2 separate regions of the Sus scrofa genome follow, and region 2 is linked to region 1. The links are chromatin contacts, called in public HiChIP or PLAC-seq maps. All regions are on one chromosome and are shown on one strand. The core of a region is the stretch at or near the end of the contact, and the rest is flanking DNA. Distances in the headings are between cores, read along the strand shown. Region 1 overlaps KCNK3 (potassium two pore domain channel subfamily K member 3). Region 2 overlaps KIF3C (kinesin-like protein KIF3C).

What was found. HiChIP or PLAC-seq counts read pairs in DNA pulled down with a chosen protein or histone mark.
Region 2: a contact with region 1 is called in an H3K27ac HiChIP or PLAC-seq map of skeletal muscle. The contact joins two enhancer-like sites. A contact is called at or near these places in 3 of 47 Hi-C or Micro-C datasets (embryonic fibroblasts, heart right ventricle and mesenteric adipose tissue) and 1 of 2 datasets of contacts at active chromatin or transcription factors (skeletal muscle).

What each region holds. Positions count from the first base shown.
Region 1 is chr3:112,316,295-112,323,165 of Sscrofa11.1, reverse strand. KCNK3 (potassium two pore domain channel subfamily K member 3) reads left to right here. Exons shown (of 2, transcript NM_001315680.1): 2 at 1-720. The coding sequence ends at 410. Among named protein-coding and RNA genes, the nearest start is that of SLC35F6, 23 kb to the right of the region's middle. Within about 2 kb of position 2,800, at least 4 of the 83 cell types and tissues checked have an H3K27ac peak or open chromatin away from gene starts, as enhancers often do. A contact at or near this core is called in skeletal muscle, where this site is marked.
Region 2 is chr3:113,004,132-113,011,002 of Sscrofa11.1, reverse strand. All of the region lies in intron 8 of KIF3C (kinesin-like protein KIF3C), which reads right to left. Among named protein-coding and RNA genes, the nearest start is that of ASXL2, 37 kb to the left of the region's middle. Within about 2 kb of position 3,877, at least 24 of the 83 cell types and tissues checked have an H3K27ac peak or open chromatin away from gene starts, as enhancers often do. A contact at or near this core is called in skeletal muscle, where this site is marked.

The sequences.
Region 1 (6,871 bases), core at 1,551-4,050:
GCAACGGGCAGGCGGGCGGAGGCGGCGGCGCGGGCTGCGCGGGTGGCAGCGCGCACACCACGGACACCGCCTCGTCCACGGCGGCGGCGGGCGGCGGCGGCGGCGGCGGCTTCCGCAACGTCTACGCCGAGGTGCTGCACTTCCAGTCCATGTGCTCGTGCCTCTGGTACAAGAGCCGCGAGAAGCTGCAGTACTCCATCCCCATGATCATCCCGCGGGACCTCTCCACGTCCGACACGTGCGTCGAGCAGAGCCACTCGTCCCCGGGAGGGGGCGGCCGCTACAGCGACACGCCCTCGCACCGCTGCCTGTGCAGCGGGGCGCAGCGCTCCGCCATCAGCTCCGTGTCCACGGGCCTGCACAGCCTGTCCACCTTCCGCGGCCTCATGAAGCGCAGGAGCTCCGTGTGAACGCCCGGCGGGGCCTGCAGGACCGGGAGCGCGGGCGGGGGCCTCCTGCCCGGAGGAGCAGCGGCGGGGGTGGTTGCGAGAAGACCGCCCTAGCCGCCTTCGGCCCCTTGGGGTGCCCCTACATCCCTACAACCTTCCCCCCCCCGCCCCCCATCTCCAACTGTGCCTGCTTGAACCAGCCCGCAGGTGCCCGGGCTCTGAGGACCCCTGGAGCCCCCACTGCGCCCTGCAAATTCCGAGAAATGTGAAACTTGGGGGAGGGGGGGTTCGGGGGAGGAAAGACAGAAGCTGGGAGCCTCCCATCCCTTTGGAAACATAAGGAGCTCCCCAGTCCGCAGAGGCCCTGCTGGTATCCAGACCACCACCCCCTCCCCCTCCTCCTCCCGGAGGGAACTTCGTGTTCCTTGTCCGTTTGCATCTCTATTTATACCTCTGTCCTGCCAGGTCTCCCACCTTCCCTGGGCTCCAGATGTCAAGGTGTCTTTGTCGAGGTCACCCCCACTCGGTCCCACTCTTCTTCCTCATCCCCAGCGGTGTCTCCCCGTCTCCCACTCCCTTTTGTGTTTTGCATGGCTTTGCAGTTATGGAGGAAATGGAAACTCTGCCGTCTCTGAAGCTAGTCCCAGAAGGCAGGCAGATGGAAGCAAGGACAGGCCGGGGTGCAGGAGGGGCAGAGAAGGGAAGGGGGAGGCAGGGGCCCTCCGGTCTGCCGGGTGGTCCCCGGGAAGGTGAGAGCTAACTGGCCTCCAGTCACACCCTTCTGGGGGGCCAGGGGAGTCCAGCCTTCCAGACACTGCCCTTAGTACCAAACAGAACACTTCCTGCTCTCCATCCCTGGCCGCTGCTGCTAATTACCAATTCTTAGGTCTGTGGAGTGAGTTTGAAAACCCTGTCCTGACTACTGGGTTCGTTCGACTCTCACCACACCCCAGTTAGGTCCCCGGGGCAGGGGTTCTCAACCCCGTGTTACAGATGACACTGAGACCCAGACAGGTGAAGTGACTTGCCCAAGGTGACACAAGTAGCGAAAGGCAAAGGGAAGCAAGAACCCAGGCTGCTTGTTCTGAGCCTCCGTGCTCTCTCCTTCCGACTCCCCTGCCCGCTCTTGAAAGCAGAGTTCCTGGCCTACGCGCCCTGGCCTTGTGTGGTCAACTGGGCCTTAGACTAGAACCAGAGCCCGGGACTGAGCCAGTGCCGGGCTCAGCCACTCCTCCGCTTGACCACAAGGCAGGGCTCTGAATGAGCTGCTGAGGCAGGGTAGGACCCCTTCGTCTCTGGACTGTCTGCTTACAAACGGGCATCCTAGGAACCAGATAAGCAGGCCTGGGTCTCGTGGAAGAAAGGCCAGGAGCTAGGGCTCTAGGAGTTTGGGAATCAGCCAGAGCGGCCTAAAGAGCCACCAGGCGTATCCTACTGGGACATTAGCCCTGGCCCCACAGCCAGCGTTGGTGCCTGTGTTCCGAGTAGCTAGAGAAAAGCTACAGCTGCAGCCAGGAGCACCTCTCCCAGATGTGCCCACCTACCTACCTTCCGGCAGGTGGAGGTGAAACCCTGGGTACCACGGGGGCGGAGCTGGGACGGTGACCCGACAGCATCAAGGAGTGGGTGAGGGGTCTCTCCCCTGGATGCCACCCCTTCTTACCGTCCCCATATCAGCTCCTTAGCTCTGCTGAGCAAGGCCAGCCCTGGCATTAGGGAAGCTGAAGTGGGGGCCCACAGAGTGATCAGCCTCAGCACCGCCCCCCACCCCACCACCACCCCAGCCGTCTGCTCGGCCTCTGGGCACCCCTGGGAGGGAAGTCTGGCCGGGCCTGTGTGTGAGTCCCGTCTTAGTGTGGAGGAGCTGGCTGCCCGGGCGCCGCAGAGAGAAGGACCCAGGGGTGCCCTCTGTGTTTATGGGGGCGGTGCGGGGCAGTGCTGGCTGCCTCTGTCCTGTGTGTGACCCTGCCCTCGAGGGGTCCTGTCCCGTCTGTCCCGAGGGAGCCACAACCAAAGTTACAGAGAGATGGTGGGGAAGGTGGCCAAACGGCCTGGCAGAGCGTGGCCGCCTGCTCGGTCTCCAGCCGGGTCTTTCCCAGGGAACTGGAAGGTCAGTGTTGCTTCCCCCTCAGCCCCTCCCACTGCAGGCAGCCTTTCTGCTTCCCCAATGCCTTATGCCTGGGCACACTGCCACAGAATATGCAATAGGCGTGGGTGCCTTGCCCCCACGCCCACACCCTCACCCCGGGCAGCCCCTGGACCCCAAAGGCCGCAGCTGCCACGGCCTCCCTTCAGCCCCTCCTTGCCTATCTGTCTTCACACTGAGAATGGCGCCTAATAAATGCTGTCCATGGAGACCAGGCTCAGGCTCAGCTGCCTCTGTCATCGTATACCCTTGGCACTGCCAGGGAGCGGCCATCCCCCCCGCGGGTCTGCAGATACAGCAGCAGGTGCACTTCAGGGGCAAAGAACATTGCAAGCACCTCTCTTTGGGGCACGTTGTTGTCTGGGCGTGGAGGGATAACTCAGCCTGGGATAGGGTCCCAGAGCCCAGAACAGACCCAAGAGCAGATGCAGCCTGCCTGCTGGTGCCAGTGCCTGGAATCTGCTAGCTGGTGACTTCCAGGTGCCACTGAGTACAGCCCACAGTAGCCTTTGCTACCACAGCCCATGCCTAACTATCTCTCTGTCTTTCTTCCATGAAACAGTGCTTAACCCTTACTGCAGCCGATGCATCCTAATACTTTCTACTCCAGCTCCCGTTCTCCAGCCTACTACACTGATTTCCCTCCCCGCTAATGGTTTGCTTCTAGCAGAGCGAAACACACTGGAGAAAGACGGGGGGGGGGGGCACTTTATCCCACCTACCCTCATAGGTCAATTGAAAGATACACAGGGAGACTTATTTCCTGGGGACTCAGGGGTCAAAGAAAGAAGTCGAGGCCACTTCAAGAGGCAGGACACAGCCAGCCTTTGTGTGACAGTGCTCCTGGCCACTCCCTGCAGGTGCAGGCAGGCTCCTGGGACACAGTGCTTGGGCTTTGGCTCCTGGGGGTGCCCATGGCAGAACTGGCCCTGACTCCGATTGGCTCCCTCGCACCTGAGACCACCTCCTCAAAAGCCAGGGCTTTCCGCCCACAGCCTATCTGTCTCTGTCTTTCTTAGGACAGACTTAAGACAGCTACGTCAAGAAACAGTGTCATTTTTGAGGTCAGCAGTGTCCAGTCCAGGGTGGCTTTGACTTTCTTAAGTGGTTCCTGCAGGATATACACCTGCTGACACTTGCCCTTCTTCCTTCATTCCCGGGGGGCAAAATAATCAGAATTCCAAGGAGTCCCTAAGGACTGCGTCACCCCAGTCTTCCGAGGGACAGGCAGAATCACGGCCACGGTGAACTGCGCTCCGCTCCTGAGGGCTCAGAATCACCCACGGTCCTAGTGTGGGCTCTTCCATCTCCAGAAGAGGCCACCCCCACCTTCCTCACTTCCCCGAAGCCTCTGAGGCATCCTGCACTGAAAAATACATGTACAGCAAAACAAAAATAGAAAAAGCAGCACCGCAGAGTGGGGCGGGGTATAAATATACCCAGATCCCGGCTGATGTGGTTACTCTGTGTGAGCCTCCAGTGGAGACAGAAGCTTCCTGGGAGCTAAGAGAGAAGGACGTATGTGATGGCAGCTCTTCCCCAAATGTGTCCCGTGGGGTGCCCTGTGGGAAGAGAGTCCCCTGGGCAGACGACTCTGCAGAAACGCTGCACGAGGCGCTCACGCGTGGAGCTTCCCAAGTCTCTGCACATGAGGGCCACGCGCTGAAAAGCCCAGCGTGGCTGTGCTTAACCCAGCATGGCCCACCCTCGCTCCCAGCACCAGGCCCTCCGCGAGCGAGATGTCTCCTCGCGTCCTGGGTCCCACAGAGCAGGCTTCGGTAAATGCTGATCTGGTGAAATCTCCATCTGGTGGAGAGAGAAGGTTGATCCCTCCCCCTCGATAAACTCTAAAAGGAGCTTAGCTTTTAAGTCCTTCTCTAAGTGCAGGCCATGACGTTACAAAATACACAGTTTATTCCCTGTTATGCGTCAACTCAAGCCAAGGCTTGGGACAGCTCACTTGCCAAGATCAGGCAGGGAGTTGGTGGCAGAGCTGGGCTTTGAGCCCAGGCCTGGTGGCTCCCAAAGAGTACGCTCTCACTGCCCTGTCCCCAGGGTGGTTCATGTCGTCAGCAAAGATTTGGCAGAAGTCGCAGAGCTGTTTAGGACATGTCGTTTCTTATTCAGAACCTGGGGGGGAGGGGGCGTCATCTAAAAACATCACCCTTCAAAGATGACACACCCTGATGGAGCCAAGAAATTCTGTTCCACCTCCGGTCCTCCTCCTCCCACGTGTAGCTCTTTCAACAGGCTCAGCGTAGCCCCCCAAGGCCGACAGTACCCACACAACTTAGCTCCGGAAGCTGGAGCCAGGAAGGGCCGTCCAGGGCCAGGGAAGATCTTCGGGACAGACGTATCGTCAAAGGGAGAGGCACCAGTGCAGAGTGACCCTGCCAGCTCCCCTTCCCAGAATACGCCCCACCCTCTGCACCGAGGAGCCTGGAAGCTGAAGCCCCCTCTCATCCCCAAAGCAGAGTTCAGGCTGGAAGGTGAGTCTGTTTCCCGAAGGGCCTCTGAACAGCCTGGTCTGTAGTGGACGGGTCCCCTCCGCTTGTCCAGGTGGCACTGAGGCTGGAAGCACAGCCTCAGGCACAGCCATCACCTTGGGCAGAGATTGCAAAGAAACACACACACACACACACACCCCCTCTAGATTCTTGGTCCAGCTCCTCTTTCTCAGAGGAAAGGAGGAAGGGGTTTCCGTTCAGAGAGAGGAGGTGAGATAGTCAAGGTCATGAGGCAAGATCGTGGACTGGAGTCCAGATAGCCTCACTTTCCACCCCCCTCCCTTCCACACACCCACACCCACGGAGTAGGGGCCAGCCTTCTCTGACTCTGATTTCGGATGAAAGCTGCTCATCTGAGGTTGAGTCACTCTGATGCTGGAAATTACCCACATCTGCACCTGGACAAACACCCGGAGACTCACGCCCCCACCCCTCAGTCACTCCGCTGCAGGGGGGGGCCCTGTGGGTGGTGCCACCGCCAGCCCAGGACAGGGACAGGGGCTGTGATGGAATTGACCGCCATGGTCTTCTCTGGCCATGAATTCCCCCCAAAACCACATCACGGGCATTTTCCATTCACAAAGCCCACTCGTCACTCTCTCCTTTGCTCACTGGACAGCTCTGTGACTGAGGTGAGGGTGGCCACTCCCACCAGACAGACGACAGAACTGAAAAAGACCCAAGGTCCCGAGAGCAGGGGCCGGCCCACATTCGCCTCCATATCTGAGCACCGGGCAGATCCCTGGCACTTCCTTGGTGGAAGCCAGAGCTGCCCCCATACCTCTGGGCCCCGGGTGTCCCCCACAGCATGCCAGGCTGGTTCCCAGGGGTTGGGGAGCCCCAGGTAGACGTGGTTCACAGGACCCATTAGCAGAAGGAGACAGGAGCTGCGAACACGTCACTCGCTTCACTATATGCCCACACTGGCCAGAGCCAGACTTTGGATTAAGGGCAGCAGAATGCCCTTAACAAGAGCCCCTGCCCTTCAGCTGAAGGGCCACAGGTGCCCCAGGAAAAGGTCATGTCTTAGACCCGGGCCAACTCCTTAAATCCATACTCTTCCGCAGTTCTTGTTCCCTGAAGAGGGAGCACGCGACCAGGTGACCCGTGACTACAGAAGATTCTGGTCTGACTACCATATCAGAATGGCAGGACAAAGGTCCACATCCCTGCGCTTGTTCTGGACCCAGCAGCAAGGGTGAGAGGTGCTGTGTCCTTTCCCATCCGCACAGGTCCAGCCAGGATGCTGAGACCGAGGGGGGCAGCTGGGGCGGGGAGCCTGGCCTGGGCTGTGTTGGGCTCTGTCCTCACCTTTGTCATTTAAAAAAACCCTCTTGGAGTTCCCGTCGTGGCACAGTGGTTAATGAATCCAACTAGGAACCATGAGGTTGTGGGTTCAGTCCCTGCCCTTCCTCAGTGGGTTAATGATCCGGCATTGCCGTGAGCTGTGGTGTAGGTCGCAGACACAGCTCGGATCCCGCGTTGCTGTGGCTCTGGCGTAGGCCAGTGGCTACAGCTCCAATTTGACCCCTAGCCTGGGAACCTCCATATGCCGCGGGAGCAGCCCAAGAAATAGCAAAATGACAAAAATAATAATAATAAAAAATAATAAAAAAGCCCTCTTATTCTGCCCTCATCCCAGGCCAGAAAAAAAAAAAAAAAAATTCTAAGGAAATGTTGGAAAGTACCGTAAATGGTGCCAACTTCTCTCCAAAGGTAAAGGACACAGCCTAGAATTCAGGGTGAGATGTTCTGAGCACCTGCTGTGTGCCACAGACTTTACAGGTCTTAGACCCACCCTGTGAGGCAGGTACTAGCACCTTCATTTT
Region 2 (6,871 bases), core at 2,628-5,127, 690 kb before region 1:
ACATCAAAAGCTCAAGCAACCAAAGGAAAAAAAAAAATAGGACTTCAATGAAATGAAAAATTTTTGTGCTTTAAAGAACTTCACAGGAGTTCCCGTCATAGCGCAGGAGAAACAAATCCGACTAGGAACCATGAGGTTGAGGGTTCGATCCCTGCCCTTGCTCAGTGGGTTTAGGGATCTGACATTGCCGTGAGCTGTGGTGCAGGCTCAGATCCTGTGTTGCTGTGGCTGTGGCACAAATCTGCAGCTGTAGCTCCGACTGGACACCTAGCCTGGGAACCTCCATATGCCGCGAGTGCAGACTTAAAAAGCAAAAAAATAAAAAAATTAAAAATAAACACAATTACAAAGAAAGTGAAATAACCAAAATAGGAGAAATTATCAAATCGTATAGGTGATAAAGGACTTGTAGCCAGAATATATAAATAACCCTTACAAATCAAAAAGACAATAACCCAATTTAAAAATGGACAAAAGATCTGGAGAGTCATCTCTCCAAAGAAAACGTACAAATGGCCAATAAGCACATGAAAAGATGCTCAACATTATTCGTTATGGAAATGCAAGTCAAAACCACAGTGAGATGCCACTAAGATGACTACAATCAAAGACAGACAATAACACATGTTGGTGAAGATTCGTACATTGTTGGTGGGACTATAAAATGCTGCAGCTATTTTGGAAACAGTCTGGCAGTTCTTAAGAAAGTTAAACATAGAGTTACCATGTGACTTAGTACTTCCACTCCTAGATATATGGTCAAGAGAATCGTAAACCTGTACATGAATACTCATAGAAGCATTATTCATAATAGCCAAAAAGTAGAAATAACCCACATGGCCATCAACTGATGAATAAACAAAATGTGGTATACCCGTAGAACAGAGCAGAACTTGGCCACAAAAAGGAATGAAGAACTCACAGGGGCTGTAACATGGACGAACCTTGAGAGCCTTGTGTCAAGTGAAAGAAAGTAGATGCAAAAGACCACACATTGTATGATTCCATTTCTATGAAACATCTGAAATGGGCAAGTCCATGGAGACAGAAAGTAGGCAGGGGTTTTCCTAAGGATGGGACACTGGGGAATGAGTGACTGCGAACAGGTTTTTCGGGTTTCTTTCTGGAGTGAGGAAAATATTCCGGAATTAGATAGTGGTGATGTTGTACAAATCTGTGAATACATGGGAGTCCTCAAAATTATACATTTTAAGGAGTTCCCATCGTGGTGCAGCGGAATCCAACTAGGATCATGAGGTTGCAGGTTTGATCCCTGGCCTCACTCAGTGGGTTAAGGATCTGGCATTGCCATGAGCTGTGGTGTAGGCCGGCAGCTGTAGCTCCGATTAGACCCCTAGCTGGGAACCTCCATATGTTGTGGGTACAGCTGTAAAAAGCAAAAAAAAAAAAAAAAAAAAAAAAAAAATCCAAAAAAACAAACAAAAAATTTTTAAATGGTGAATTTCATGATATGTAAATTACATCTTAATAAAGCTATTACTATAAAACAAACAAAACTCAGGCTTGGCTTTTTTTTTCTTAAGGGCCACACCTGAAGCATATATAAGTTCCCAGGCTAGGGGTCAAATTGGAGCTATGGCTGGTCGGCCTACGCCACAGCCACAGCCACATGGGACTTGAGCCACATCTGTAACCTACACCACAACCTGTGGCAATGCTGGATCCATAACCCACTGAGCAAGGCCAGAGATTGAACCCACATCTTCATGGATACTAGTAGGGTTTTTAAACTTTGAACCACAGCGGGAACTCCTGTACTGCATTTTTTGGGTGCTCGACAAACATATTTTTTATATTTATCCATGCTGCGCTAGATTTGATTATTGAACTTTAGCTCTACTGACTATCTGAAGGTTTCAGTACAGCACTTTATATGTATATGAGTGTGTGTGTGTATGTGTGTGTTATTTGCGTGTGTTTTATTTATGTCCTTTTGTTGATGGACATCTAGGTCAATTCCTTTCTCCCCCTTTTCTATTTAACACAGTGCTGTTGTGGGCATTTCTGCACAGGTATCTTCAAGTACATAGTCAACAATTCCCCTGGGGTATATACCCAGGAATGGAATGTTTCCGATGGGCATTTTCAGCTTTACTAGATATTGCCTAATTGCTTTTTTTGGTGGGGGGAGCTGTGTTTGCAGCACACAGAAATTCCCAAGCCAGGGATCGAACCTGCACCACAGCAATGACCAGAGCTACAGCAGTGACAGTGCTAGATTCTTAACCTGATGACCCACCACGGAACTCTCCAAATTACTTTTTTTTTTTGTTTTTTTGTCTTTTTGTCTTTTCTAGGGCCGCTCCCGCGGCATATGGAGGTTCCCAGGCTAGGGGATCCTGCATTGCTGTAGCTCTGGCATAGGCCAGTGGCTACAGCTCCGATTCGACCCCTAGCCTGGGAACCTCCATATGCCACGGGAGCGGCCCAAAGAAATAGCAAAAAGACAAAAAATAAAATAAAATAAAATAAAGTGGCTGTATCTATGAAGACGTTTCCATTGCTCTATATTCCTGGCCGACTCATGGTATGTTAGACATTTTACTTTCAGCAACTTAAGGAGTGTGAGGAATTTTACTACTCAAAGCAAACACACAAAAAAGACAGAAAACAAGAGAGTTATTTACATTAAAAAAAAAATACAGGATTTTGCACCTGTGTTATATGGAAGTTCTCAGGCTAGGGGTTGAATCAGAGCTGCAGCTGCTGGCCTATGCCACAGCCACAGAAATGCCACATCTGAGCCACATCTGTGACCGCATCTGTGACTCAGTGGATGCTTAATCCACGAAGTGAGGCCTGCATCCTCACCGACACTATGTCAAGTTCTTAACTCGCTGAGCCACAACAGGAATTTCCTGAGTTTGTCATTTTACCCTGGGCAGCTTCCATGTGTACACAAGGTATGCATGTCAATAAACTTGCTTTTATTTCTCTTGTTAAAAAAAAAAAAAAAAGTACAGGATTTGGAGTCAGACAGATCTGCGTTTGAACTTGGCTCTACCCCTTAGAGCTCTGTTACCTTGGGAAGTGGCTTATGATCTCTGAGCCTAGCTATCTCATTCTTATCAAACAGAATGGCTGAGATTAATCCAGAAAATCACTCAGCACAGTACCCCACAGAAGGGCTCCACACATGGCAGCTGCGATGACTATTTATTCTCAATTCCATGTGCTAATTTCAAGCAGGGATACAAATGAGCAATGAAAAAAGCCAAAAGGCAGACAGTTAGAAGACAGAAGAGAAGAAACAGGCTGGGTAATTCAGAGATAGGACATTCTGTCCTTGAATAGTAGAACAAGCCGTACAGGAGCCGACAGAGCAACGCCTGCCTTCTGCAGCACAGAGGAATGAGAAGCAACACTCTCGGGGTTTTTAACCAAGGGCACATACAAAAGCACTGGATCCCACGTCGGGCCCCTGCTGACCCCTCTTCACAGCTGAAAACAAGGAAGGATGAGGCTGTAGAGGCCCCGGTTTGTTCTGCTGCTGCGCACCCTCTGAGAGGTGGGAGGGCTGTGCCCAGGAACAGCGGCAGCGCTGAGGGAGGGAGCAGGAACACCCGTCACAGAACAACTTGGCAATTGCAAGGAGCATCTATGCCCACTGGAGCTTTACAGCAACCTCCTGAGGTGTAGACAGGGCAGATCAAGAGGCTCAGAAAGCAAAGTGCCTTTAGGGTCCAAAGTCCTACAACTGGGAAGAGGCTCAGAACTGAACCTTCCCAAATACTCTTCTTCTGATGCTGGGCTGTCTTTGAGGGAGCACCCACAGAACAGTCTGGGCCTGCATGTCCCTTGCAGGCTGCAAGCTCTGGGAACAGGACAGGGGGACAGGGCTGGGCGAGCAAAGCAGTGGATGAGCGTGAATTGGCAGCCTGACCCAATAAAGATGCCAGGGCTATTCTGGGTGGCGGGCAGGCAGAAGGGGGTGGGGGAGGGGAGTCTGTAACTGGGACACCGAACTTCCCATGTCCTCTCTTCTGCTCCAGGCCTTCTTGCCCTGATTGATCCCTTTGTAGTAAGCGAGTTGTGGCTGACAGCCCCTGAGTGGAGGCCTGGCTCTGCATGTATTCATCCCCCCACCCCACCCCCGCCGAAAGAAACCCAGTTATCCTGTGCTTAGCAGATCCTTCAGCGTTCTCTTAGGACCCTCCCTCGACACAGCTGCTATCACAGTCTTCTTTCTTCCCTTACTGTTAAAAAGCCCTCTCTCAGCCTCACGGCAGAGGCTGACCCCAATCTCACTACCAGCTCGGTCAGCTCGCCGCCTTCCCTCTCCTGCCCTGAGAACCAGCAGCCAGCCTCACAGGATGTATTTTCCAAGTCCTTTACAAGCACCTGCCGCAGCAAATCCGACTTTTCTGCATGATCGGGCCCCTTCGGCCCTGCAGGTCAGCTGTCCACCTCGCAGCATCCCCTGCGCGAATAAGATCCCGCTCCTCTCCCAGGGGCCCTTCACACGGCCCACAACCTGCCTGGGAAGGCAGACACTGTGCCCTGTTGCAGATTCTTCTGCAGCTGTCCTGGGCCTGTGAATGAATCTAGGGACTCAACCCAGAGCTGAGAATGTTCTGACTGAGGTAAACGTTGCCTCTGTAATGAAACCAGTGTAACTTTCTATCCCGATTCTATTTAGAGCCAGGAATGCGCTGGCGTTCTCCCTCTCCCCCCCCCCCCCCCCCCCCGCCCCGGCTTCTCCCTCGCTCCCTCTCCCTCTCTCTCCCTCTCTCAATTTGGAGGCAGCCTGTATAAAAAAAATCAAAATCTGGAATTCCTGTCATGGATCAGCGGAAACGAATCCAACTAGTATCTTTGAGGATACGGGTTTGATCCCTGGCCTCACTCAGTGGGTTAAGGATCCTGTGTTGCTGTGGCTGTGGCTGTGGTGTAGGCGGTCAGCTGTAGCTCTGATTTGACCCCTATCCTGGGAACCTCCATATGCCGTGGGTGTGGTGCTAAAGTAAAAAAATAAAATAAAATAAATAAATAAATCAACATCTGAAACAAAAGCAACACACTGCATTGTCCTTCTATGGCACTTCTAAGGGATGACGGCAAGCCGGTTTCCCCAGAGCCCCCACAATCATCCTACTGGCTTACTGGTAGGAGTGGAACCATTTCTGGATCATCTCCTCTGTGCCAAGTATTGACCTACAGCCTCCCACACATCATCTCATTTCAATCTCGACCACCCTGCAGGGATTTTTATTTTACTTTATCGTCCTGACTTTGCAAGTGAAGAAACCTGGGTTCAGAGAGGTTAAACAACCTTCCCAAGGCAGAGCAGGGGCTAGAATTCAGAATGCTCTAAGTCCCAAATGCAGTCTCTACTGCACCATGAAGCCTCTGAAAAGAATGCAGGGTGGCAGAGATTGCAAAGGCCAAAGGGCTAAAGTTACAAACAGAACTTTGTAAACCATGGGCTACAGACGTTGCCAAATACACAACCCTTAGAAGGCAGTTTTGAACAAACGCAATTAAAAAATGAAGTCTATTATGAAAAAGCAAAAATAAAAGGTCATACTTGTAAAATAGTGGTTGCTGCAGATGGCTGCAGAAATTTTCTTTTTTTTGTCCCCCAAAGAAACTCTAACACAAAATTGTGGTTGTGGAAGGCACCGCACCTGAAGTTACTGGGTATCAACAAGCCATGGCACAGAGATAGTGGAGAAAAAAGAAAATGGGACAGACCTCCAAAATAAGTTGACAGGAGCAGAGCAGAGTGTGTTTCAAGAACTCCCCAACAGAGCTGCCGGGAAGAGCATGTGGGGTAAATGCTTGGTGGTGGGCCGGGGGGTGTTTTCCACCAAAAGGGACAGCATGACATTAGGTAATTTCTTTCTGACAATGCTGTCTTCTTCTCCCTTTGAGCAGCCATCAGTGTTCTCATCCCCAGAATACCACAGGCTCAAGTGAAACAAAATATTCCACACTTGACTTGAGCATGTGGGACAATGGCTTGATTAGTTAAATATGCTTTGGGAAGAAAGAGGTTTTCAGCCCTGATTAAGCTCTGCTGCAAACAGTGGGACCCGATTCCTCCCAGAGACGCATTTTGTTCTATAGCCTCAGACCTCAGGGCTCCTCAAAATGGGTGAAGCTGCATCCAAGCACTGCCCCCCGCCCACCCCAAGCCTTCCCCTGTTGAAAGGAGGGGCTGGGGGCAGATGATCCAGGAGGTCCAGGCCAGTGACTCTTACACTGCAGTGCTACCCTGGGGCTCTCTGTGCTGAGTCACAATCACCCTTGGGAGTTTCAATTAGGAGGGAAGTGTTCTGACTTCATTTTGACCACCAACTGCTGCTAAAAAAAAATTTAATTAAAAAAATTTGTTTCAGGGGGTTCCTGCTGTGGCTCAGTGGTGATGAACCTGACTAGTGTCCATGAGGACGTGGGTTCGATCCCTGGCCTCGCTCAGTGGGTTAAGATCCAGCATTGCTGTAAGCTGTGGTGTAGGTTGCAGACGAGGCTCAGATCCTGAGTTGCTGTGGTTCTGGTGTAGGCCGATGGCTGCAGCTTCAATTCGACCCCTAGCCTGGGAACCTCCATATGCCATGGGCGTGGCCCTAAAAACACAAAAATAAAATTTTAAAAAAATTTGTTTCATATTATGCCTTTTCTTTTGTATTTTCGTGATTCTTTAAAGGTCCTAAGATAAATATTATTATTATTATTTTTTTTTAATTTTCCCACTGTACAGCAAGGGGATCAAGTTATCCTTACATGTACACATTACAATTACATTTTTTTCCCCACCCTTTGTTCTGTTGCAACATGAGTATCTAGACAAAGTTCTCAATGCTACTCAGCAGGATCTCCTAGATAAATATTATTTATTGCAGTTATC